Linked DNA regions of Gasterosteus aculeatus: region 1 is linked to region 2. Evidence: chromatin contacts called from public Hi-C data. All regions are on one chromosome and are shown on one strand. Each heading gives the region's core, a stretch centred on a gene start, on an enhancer-like site or on the middle of the called end of the contact. The rest is flanking DNA. Distances are from core to core; before and after follow the strand shown. Region 1 has its middle 13 kb from the start of lrp8. Region 2 holds the start of dmrt2b (doublesex and mab-3 related transcription factor 2b).

Region 1 (5,681 bases), core at 2,423-4,922, 42 kb before region 2:
GAGCCATTTGTTTCAGTAGATTGGTGCAGGCCGAATGACCAAAGTACTTTTGCTTTGAAAAATCCTGCTGACCATATGGTGTTTGCACAGTGCAGAAAATCCCCAAACACACAAATTACGGTAGAATGTCGGGCAAGCTGCTGCCGTACCTGCTTGTGTTTCCCATCATAAACAGGTCTTGTAATAGTTATTGAATTAGGAAAGACAATATAAAGCTTGTTGCCTGGGGCAGCACTTTTTAACATCAATCACAAAGGAATGCAAGACACATTCAACCCAATCTAACAGCAATATACTGGAGTAATGAGCAGGGAAAAGCTGAGTGAAAAAACACAGACAGGATCCAAGAATGATTTTACTCACTCGAGTTGCGGAAACGGTGCAGTGACAAACATTGTTACATTTGAAGCTGCTGTTGGGGCTCGATGTTTAGCGAGTTTATCTCAGGATACGGACGTGGTCGGAATAGGTAGTTCTCTTCTATGTGAGAAGCTTCACCCTCCTCACCTCCATTAACTTATCACCAGGTGCTGGAAAATGTCCCACCAAAGCAGTGTGAACTATATTTAAGTGTGACTTATACCTGGATTGCATCGCAAGACTTGAGCCAGGATTTCTTTCAACACGGACAGTTTCTGCTACTCCACAACAAAAGCGACAAACTTAATTTTCCGTTGGCTAACGAGTCACAAATTGGGGTTAGAGAGCGATGTGTGAACTGTTCAGAGAAGCGAGGCGCATTTCAGATATTTGGACCTATAAGGGAGTCTGTCCGGGAGCGAGAACCAATGAGAGCCGAAGATGCGGGTTGAGGGGAAACCTGGTTCAGGGGTCGCGTGTAACAATAATGTATGTCTCAATGTTCAATTTGCAACACGCAGCAAAGTTGTTCAACAGGCTGTGAAATAGTAAAGGCGAGTGAAGCTATTTTGCAAACACTTGTGCCAACGGCGAGGTTACCAAGCACGACGATGTATGGACGGTTCGGGGACAGTTTGAACAAATTTATCCCGTCTGTCTATGCAGTTTGAGTTCTTTGGAAAAAACGCAGTGAGTTGTTATCAAAGCGCATCTGTTTGCATTTCCATCACATTTGCCTCTGTGCATATTGACTGATGGACTGCAGCACGAGGAAGTGTTTGATTTTGTCATCGTAAGGGACCATCTCAGCGAGCATCCAGGAAGTGTTTACCGAGATTAAAAAGGAAGACTGACAATTTTAGAGCCTCTGTGGAATTGAGGATGACAGTCAAGGCAAAGCAAAGACAGATTCAGTGATGGCCACATTTACTGGCACATACAAGTCAGTCTAATCCTGTTCCTCTCCCTCTGAGGTGACGATCGTGGAGAGCGGATTCATTTCAAACAGGAGCGTCTGTCACTGCAAATTCTAGTCGAAAAATATTAATTTAAATTTAAATCCCTTCATAAACTACAGCTACTGTTATCTGGCACCATTTTTTTCCAACTGGTCGGGGATACTGTAATGGCTTTGTCTAAATAGTTTTGTTTCACTATGATTGCATTGTGCAATTGAGCCTTCCGTAGAAGACAAAACAACCCAGCACAAAAACGGAATGTCAGATCAGGCTGACATAGATGATGCTGGTGCGTGTCTGAATGGAGGATATAACAGGTACACAGAACAGTGTCAGATCTCTGTCTCCATCCATTGTTATGTAATATTGTGTGCAACCTGGAAAGTGGGTTCCTCTCTCTCTCTCTCTCTCCGTATCTCTCACTTGCAGTAATTATTATGATTGAAAACCTGCCACACAACTGTAATGGTATCCATCAGGCTTATCTCCTGTTGAAACTCTCAAAAACAGACGGACAGGAATCATTGCAGTGGAACACTTAAATGAACACACACACACACACACACACACACTCTCTCACACTCACTCACACTCCTTACCGTTCTCCCTCACACACATACACACACACTGAACATGTCTAACACATCAAACTGCTCCATGTCCTCCTCCAGCTCCTTTTATAAACCCTCCTGTTCATGCAGAAGAGGCGCCACTTCCAAATGATGTCGCTGGCAGTCTCAGCCAGCGCTGCCCATGTCGCTGCTAAATCCCACTTGACAGAGGCTTTGTCTTTAGTTTGGAGGGCCCAAGTAAATGGGCAGCACTGTGTGTGTGTGTGTGTGTGTGTGTGTGTGTGTGTGTGTGTATATATGAGAGAGAGAGAGAGAGAGTGTGGGGGCCGAGAGAGATATTTAAATGAGTGCACAGAGATTGTTTCCCTTAACATTTTCAAAATAAATAAGTTGCAGCCAACAGAACCCCCATCTAAATCTATGCCAAGAGCTTAGCGCTGCAGCTCTTGGGACCATGCATGTATAGTCCTTCAACTCTTCAAATATTTTTCTACAAGATTGTTGATAAAACTACATCATCATTATCACTTTCCCGACTGTCCAAACAAATCAAGTCATGTTCAATGAGGATTTATTACAGTCCAACCTTTGAGCCAAACCACTTTTAAAAAGAAAATACTTGTTTGTGTGCAAATACTGAACAGTATTTGGGGTTTGATGACAATGTTTTAACCAGCAAAAATGATTTCTTGCAAACAGCATGCACAAAGATCTCGCAATATGAATCCAGACAGTTTACTCATCAGTGCCACTGGATGCTCAACACAGACCATACCGATCCACTTCATGCTTGATATTTGGTTATGCAGTCAGCAGCCTTATTAAGAGAGATTCAGTACAGAAAATAAAATATCTATAAATAGCAGCATCACCTTAAACTCTCCATGCTCAGTCTTCTGCATTCATGCCAGATGTGCCTGCATGTGTATCTCTACTGAGCATCATTGAAATAGGGCAATTTTTCCACTGGCTCAAACAACTGTATTTACTCTTGCGGCGTATGTGTCCATGCTTTATTATTGGAGGGATTCAAAAGAGGATATAGTGTGAAAAATATACAGTAAAGACGGAGACACTGGCACCTTGGTTCAGTGGACAGCTCGTGTATGAAGGAAAAATCTGATTGCACAGAAATGCAATTGTTTGCAATGAGCTGATCAATCAAGAAGTGTCTAAATGCCTGCTCTGGCCTCCAGATCATTTCCTTCATTATCATCATTATTATTATCATTACCTTTTGATTCGTGAAATGTCACACCCAATCTGATATGGAAACGTATTAGAGTAATAAAATCATGCAACACAACAAAATGTTTAAGCTGTTCTTGATCTCGATGAACACGTACAAAGAATGTCCATATAAAATGAGAATGATATATGGATGTTTTGTGTTTGCATGTGATGTAAATGAGAGTCCTGCAATACGTGCTAGCTGATTTGAAAATTTGCATAAATTGCTTCGTTATAAGTTTTGTGTTGACTCCATTCCGTGGTAGAGTTTTAAGGTTGCACTTTGTAAATGTTTATAGTATTTAGTCCAATTTATTCACATTTATGGAGGAAATTTACAGACTACAACGTTAGCTGATTGGAAGAGAGATCAATTTATCTGGCAAAACTAAACACATCAACACTAAACAAAACACTTACAGCATTAAATCCCATGTGGATAGCAGGACGAATAGCGAAACTAAAATGTTAACCAAACATCCAGGAACAGCACTGTGTACAAAATATATTTGGTAACACTACTAGAGGTGATGTGACACACAGTCCAAACACACTGCCCCACTGAACAGGGTCACTACGCTATGTACTGTATATAGGTCAGTCGTCTTGTCTGCTTGAATGGAAATAAAATCGTGCTCTTAACTTTACTCAAAGAGAACGTGCAAGGGAAAAAACAATGTTACCCCAAGACTGAGTCTGTCTAAGGACGCTGATTGGCTAATTTGTACGTCACATATTTTGGTATTTAATCAACAAGTGGCTTGAAGACAGGGCGTACGTTTAACCAGAAAGGACGTGCAGGAAAAGCATAGATTTTGTACAGATATGATATTTTACAAATATTACTGGGTACATTCCATATCTTAAAAAATCACATTTTTCATAATTTCATTTTATCTTATCTATCTCTTTTTTGGGGGTTGAAGGAGGGCCGCTACAGGTGGGGCAACGTCCCATTGCCCTCTATTGGCCAGATGCCACTGTCCTGTATTTATCTATACTTATTTACACCCTGTAATGAAACCTCAAATAGAAAAATGAAACCAAGAATCAGATTTCAATCTAACTGAAAATAATACCAGGGGATTTCCACCGTCCTCTGCTGCACGTGGCCGATAAAGCGACATTTAATCTGTTTCTGTCACACTTTTTTTTGGCCTCTATTTGCCTGAACAAGCCAAATTAAGCTGCTTTAACAGATATAGGGCTCAGATATAGCTCCAGCTCCATATTACTGCGTGCCCTGCTTTGGTATTTTTATTGCTGCAACTATGTTGTAAACACGTAGTAGTGTTTTGAACAGAATGAATGCATTGCATGATACTTGCAGCTTTAAAACGTCCAGGTTGAAGTGTCGCATACAGTAAATTAGGTTCTGTGTCTAGAAAAATAGCAGTTCTTAGGTGATACAAACACGATCACCCTTTAGGAGCAGCAGATTTGTACTCTTACCACAACAATGGCGTGTACAAGAACTACTCTTTTCCAAGAGGAAACTTCCATCCTTCAATGCGTGCAGCAAGATGTCTGAGATGTTGTACCATTCTATTGTGGCCAGTGCTCTGTACTTCTCTGTAGTCTGCTGGGGGAGCAGCATTAGAGCCGCCGTCACCAACAGACTAAATATTGTTGTTATGAGGAAGAGCTCTATCGTGAGATGAGATATTATTATCATCCGTATTGGATAACCCGGGCAACCCTCTCCATCACCAAAGAACACATCCAGAAGGTCGTTCCTGCACACTAGTAAACTCCTGCCAAATCATTCACTCAAATATAACGCTGTTACACTGTTGTTGGGTTGGTTAAACATGGGGACTATTGTTTAGTTGATTCATTTAAATAAATATTTATTTATTCCTTGGGATATATTACGCATTTTTTACTCAGTTATATATTTTGTTGATTTATAAATAATTTGATATAGTAATGCAGTAACTATTTTAACCTTTGAAGTGAGCTGTTAATCACGTGTTACTAAAAAGTGGCCCACTGGATGAGAAGCTACGTCAGCCCCTGATGGATGCAGACACTGAGAGGGGGAACAAATGGAGGGTGGGGTGAAAGAGAGGGAAGGTCCTCCACTCTAAGCATGTGTTGATTGGAGGCCCGCTGAGATACGGGGTCACGGGAGGGAATCATGTTGCCACCGGGAAGCTGGTTACATCCAGTGGTAATGAGACAATTTGAAAAGAGGAGAGTAAAAAGAGAGAGCGAGTAGGAAAGGCCATATGAACTGGGAAAGAGTCTGAGGAGAAGGAGGAAGAGGTATAGAGGGAATGACAGGCAGCTGTCCTCAGTCTCTGCCAGCTACTTAAGAGCAGAGCAGCATTTTAAGGCTTGGCCCCAAGTTATCGCAGTCCTCCAAAGGTGGGAAAGAGGAAACTGAAGCATGGACTGCAGTCAGAGATCAAGCTGTTGCTTGAATTCCCCCCTGCAGCATGTCGCTGTGCCATCTCTATGCAGCCACACTTATTCGGTCAAAGACATTCTCAATCTGCATGCATGTTACATAATTTACCCTTTATTGGTTCACTAATAGCCTGTTTCACATTCAAAC
Region 2 (5,418 bases), core at 540-3,039:
ACGGGGTCAGTGTGGCGGCTGCTTTTATCACCTGACCTGGAGGACTTTCACTATAGGAGTAAATTGTCTCAGCACCTTCTCCATATTCCCTTTGACGGTTTGTTGGAGCACTCCAAGAAAACTGGAGGTATGTCGCATCCAGTTGACCTGCACGCTGGTGGACTAGTGTGCTCCGTCTGCACCACTGCTCTATTTATACATGCATACACTCCACTTGACAGTGATGAGACACATGTCGCTGTATCTGGTTGATAAAATACATATTCAATTTTTTCAAAGTCACTCTGGTCTACAGATTTGAAGATATTTCCAGTTTTTTGGAACGAACTGATTGTGAATCTGAAAGATTTAAAAATGTACAACTCTATTTTAATAATTTAAACCAATGTTAACAAATATAGAGCTGTGGCAGAACCTCCAGATTACATAGAAAATGATCAGCTCATCACAATCGGTTGTATAACTGTGGCGATCATATTCGTAGGCGCGGTCGGCTCTGACTCAAGATACATCTTTGATATCTGATCTTTTAACCTTTTATGAGCTGACAGCAGACATCTCCTGGCAGGGCACTTCTGGCCATGACTATAGGATCTAAGATCAAGACCAGTGGTTACTGAGCCTTCGCCATCTGAGCCCCGAAGCTTTCTGGGTAAAAATAATATATGCAGTATTATAGAACTCTTTTCCTTGTATTTACTTTTTACTGAGCTATTCATGTATGTAAGATTGTTATTTCAGTGCTTTTAGGAGTTAATTTAAATTTTTGTGAGGAGAATGTTATTCAGCTTCTCAGCGCTGATTAACTAGTTTATTGAAATATTCCACAACAGTTCACATTAAAAAAGCCTCACGGTGATACAACTTGAATGCTGTTAATAATAAAAGAACACTTGTAGTGATTCAATTTTATTTTTCAATTCCAAACTTTGCAAGTATTACATTTAATCTCAGGCTCGGTGTGTCTCTCTGAAGCATTGCTTTGTTCATAACACATGTACTAATTAAATAGTTATCATAGTTATCCAAACTCGGGTGGTGGGATTCCGGGTTGGTGGTCAGTATCGATTAGTTTGGCTATAGAACGTCGGGTAGCATTAACGACACATCCGACTCATTTGCATGTCTTCCCCCAAATGCAAATCAGACTAATTAGTGAGCCCTGATTCGCTCTCCTGGAAGAACTACCCTAAGGTGTAGTGGCAGATTTAAACCAGTAGGGAGCACACTTTTCATACCATCGCGATGGAATCTAAGGTGCTGTATTTTGACTCAGGGAAACAGCAGGTTTTTAAATACACGATGCGGTATTTTTAGGAGATGAGTGCAGCATCACACCAACATCTAACTGGATTCACTGAATGTATTCATAATATTTTGTCCTAGCAGCATGTATGAATGATGAACCAAGTATTCACATTTGCTTCAATCTATTATATCTATGGAAATACCTGACAGCACTGTGCAAATACGTTCATTTTCAAAAAGGTGCGGATTTTAATAACCTACTTTTAGTAAATTTGTGTTAAAACAATTATCCAAACCTGCTTTGAGTGGATATGCATGCTCTTTAAAATTATATAAGGGCATGAAATGCTGGAAACATCAAGAGAGCCATTACATCATTGCATTATTTAACAGTATAATGAATAAATATGAGCATGAAGATTAGATAATATGAAAATGTAATTATCCCTCTGTCTTTCTCTCATTCGCCACAAGGTTATTCTCCCCAAGGCGCGTGCGTAATGAGTCCATAGCGTGTCAGTCTGGTAAAACACGGAGCTCACATGCATATAATATACATCCTTACGGACACGTTTCCTAATGAGTAGGTCTACTGTTCACCTCGCCCTCTCTCTCCGTATAGCCTATATTATCACTAATCTTAAAATAATCACGTATAATAGCACTGGAAACCCTCGGCAAGAAGACTTTGGAGATGTGGGTCGGGCCGGAACCCAAATCTCTTGAAAGATGAGAAGCACCAAGAAGGTGGGCAGGGCGGGACGAGGCAGGTAGGACTCAGAGGCTTATAGGCAGAGGGAGTTGCTGTGTCGCAAACCCATTTAAAATCTTTCCTCACCGGCAGCTCGGCATTGTGACCCGGTCAGCTGAGAGACGCTCAACATTTCAAACGTCTGGCGGCAGGCTGCAAAGTTTACTCCCTGCAAACACGGTCATGTAGCTGCGGGCCGGAGCACCGCACCGCACCTTCCAGGTTTCTCAAATTGGAATTCGCCTCTCTGAAAGCCCGGAATCAACCTCCCGCTGCGTCGTTTTATGCCTAAAAACAACATATTCCCGCGTGCCGTTCGTTGCACAACTAACGCTTCTACTTTAGTGAGTTGATCATATTAATCGGCGACGTAGCGCGCCGCGGATTGGAAGTGGGAATCCCATTTGATCAGTCATAGATGTCCTCTCAGCTGGAAGCAGGCCCGCAGCTGGAGACCACGGCAAGACCTGACGCACTCAAATCCGAAGACGCGACGAGCCCTGACGGATGCGCCGCGCCGCGCGTCTGCCGCGGGGACGGAGGGCGCAACAGAGCGGACGCGGCTCCCGAGCGCCACCAGCCGACGACCCGCCAGATGACCCGCAGCCCCAAATGCGCCCGCTGCCGCAACCACGGCGTCGTGTCGTGTTTGAAAGGCCACAAACGCTTCTGCCGCTGGAGGGACTGCCGCTGCGACTGCTGCCTGCTGGTGGTGGAGCGGCAGCGCGTCATGGCGGCGCAGGTCGCCCTGAGGAGGCAGCAAGCGGCGGAGGTGAGGAGGGCGCAAGGGCAGGTCAGTGATGGAGGATGATGGGATGGCTAAAACATGTCCTCTCGGCGTTTGTTCACTTGCAGTTAATTTATTTAATAGGCACATATTGGTACCAAAGTGAGGTGCAGGACGTGAGTTTTAAACAGTATTTAAAGTGTGACTATAAGAGAGTATAGAAACTCTAATGTGCTCTTTCGCTAGATTGGATTTTCTAAAGCAAAATCACATTTTTATGCTCTGGTTAAAAATAAAGCTGCAAGCCTGATTTTGCAATGATGATTAATGATTCAACTAATGTGTGAGATAGTTCGACCATTCTGTGGCCCGTCGCAAGACTGCTCAACTTTCTAAAAACAGTTTACAATTGACCACAGATAGTTTTCTTTTCTGCAACCATGCAGAACAAATTCATATTTTTAGAGATTTGGAACATGAGTTACATTTAATGAATAGTTATATATGTATATATATATATATATACATATATATATATATATATATATATATATATATACATATATATATACATACATATACATATACATATATATACATATACATATATATATATATATACGTATACATATATATATATATACATATATATATATATATACGTATACATATATATATATATATACGTATACATATATATATATATACATATATATATATATATACGTATACATATATATATATATACATATACATATATATATATATATACATATACATATATATATATATACATATATATATATATATATATACATATACATATATATATATATATACATATACATATATACATATATATATATATATACATATATACATATATATATATATATATATGTGCTTCAAGGTAAAAATGTTGCCTTTTAAAATTACATTTCTGATTGCATCATATGCAACTGATACCCACTATAGCCACGAGACATTTGCAACCATATACACTTAATTTGTAACTTAACCAGGTAGGCTAACAGAGCTAACAGAAAGAAACCATAAACAAATTTGTCAAACAGGCCCATCTTACCATGAAACAATTTTCTTTTACATGTAGCTGTATTTTCTTGTGTAAACATGTGACTATCCTATGACATTATAAAGAGATACATTATGTCAAAATATCTAATCCCGGTTCCCCCGTGTCTCTCAGGGGAAGAGGGGGGTCAGGTGTGCAGGTCCGTTGCGGAGGACCGCCTATCAGCGCTACGCGGGAGCAGCCGAACAAAGCATACTGGCTAAGAGCATCCTTCAGGGTAAAGCTTTAATTAACTTCTTTTATGTACTTCCTCTTTTCTAGACTTTGCTATCGTGAGCATTCTTTACCCCAGGAAATTTGATGAAACCTGTGAGATAAACTTTAACATTTATCTTCTTTACTTTTAATCGGTTGAGTTTAATCAAGTTGAAGATATCAAATTTATCTACATCAACAAATGTAATCGTTTTACCTCTCCAGAGTGGGATGAGATAGGTGTAAAATTAGCATGTATTGTTGGTCACTGATGCATTGTATTAATAAATCATTAAAAGTATAATATCTATGGTTTTTATACTCTTAACCTTTATTTGCCCATGTTTGTAGACCAAAGGCCCCGTTGATTAATGCAAAAAAGTCAAATTTGTTTCATGTGCGGTGCTAACAAAACTGATTGGGATTTTCTGAACTTTACAAACAAAAGAACTGAATAATTCATAATATTTCATTTTGGGAATAATTTGTCAGGACATTTATTTCCTGAGGTTTACCTCGACATCAACCGTTATCTGTCCATGTCCAACCACAGCATGTTTTCTTGGCCTTAAATTAAGACTTTTACCTCTTTCACCAAAATCCAAGTAAATATTTGTGATCCCAGATTCTTATCCTTCTACAGACTAAAGTGCTGACAACGTCACAGAACTAACAGATTTTAGTTGCCACAAGTAGACAGAAACTCTAAACACACACACGCATTCTTAACACAAGCTCTGATAGGTCCCCATATTAAGAGTGCTTCTTGGTGGATGTCATTACCCTGCATTACGCACACCTACTTTTTATAAGCCACCTGATCACTGTAGCCTTACTGTTCCAACATGCCATTACTGAAATGCACTGTGTGTATTAATACCTGCTGGCTTGCAGTCAAATTCTGCAGGAGACTTTTTATCTTCAATAGCTTGGCTTCTCTGTGCTCTTAGTAAAACAAAAATGACACCGCTAACCAACTGTACAATTCAAATTGTAAAGACCACAATACAATTGATTTGCTTTGAAGAAATGCATCATTTGTCAATTAATTCACTATGAACTATGAACACAAAACAGCAGTGTGTGGCTTTTCCTGTGCAGGGCTCAAACCAGTGGTGCCCCTGGAAGAAGACGTCTTCCGCTGGTCGAAGCAGACGCAGCGCGAGCAAACAAACGTCACGTGTCCACCCTCCATCAGTAGCCGGATGAGGAAGAGGCGAGCCTTCGCCGACAAGGAGCTGGAGAACGTGATGCTGGAGCGGGAGCTGAGGCAGAGAGAGCTGCACGGCGACCTGTCTGTCTCCTCCGCTGGCCTCGTCCCCTTGCTCCACCCTCCGCCCCTGCCTGTCTCCCCCAGCCTCCACTGCTGTCTTCTCAGCAAGGAACCCACTACTGTAGGGATGT

The links. A called contact is a pair of places that touch in the nucleus more often than the background predicts.
Region 1: a Hi-C map of blood and trunk muscle shows a contact between it and region 2, with 2.1 times the contacts expected there. The contact joins the enhancer-like site here to the promoter of dmrt2b in region 2. A contact is called at or near these places in 4 of 6 Hi-C or Micro-C datasets (blood and trunk muscle, skeletal muscle, tail fin and 1 more).

What each region holds. Positions count from the first base shown.
Region 1 is chr8:10,225,927-10,231,607 of fGasAcu3.hap1.1, reverse strand. No RefSeq gene overlaps it. Among protein-coding and RNA genes, the nearest start is that of lrp8, 13 kb to the left of the region's middle. Within about 2 kb of position 3,672, at least 1 of the 9 cell types and tissues checked has open chromatin away from gene starts, as enhancers often do.
Region 2 is chr8:10,182,529-10,187,946 of fGasAcu3.hap1.1, reverse strand. It overlaps dmrt2b (doublesex and mab-3 related transcription factor 2b), which reads left to right and starts at 1,789. Exons shown (of 3, transcript XM_040185267.2): 1 at 1,789-2,792; 2 at 3,934-4,036; 3 at 5,116-5,418. The coding sequence starts at 2,418.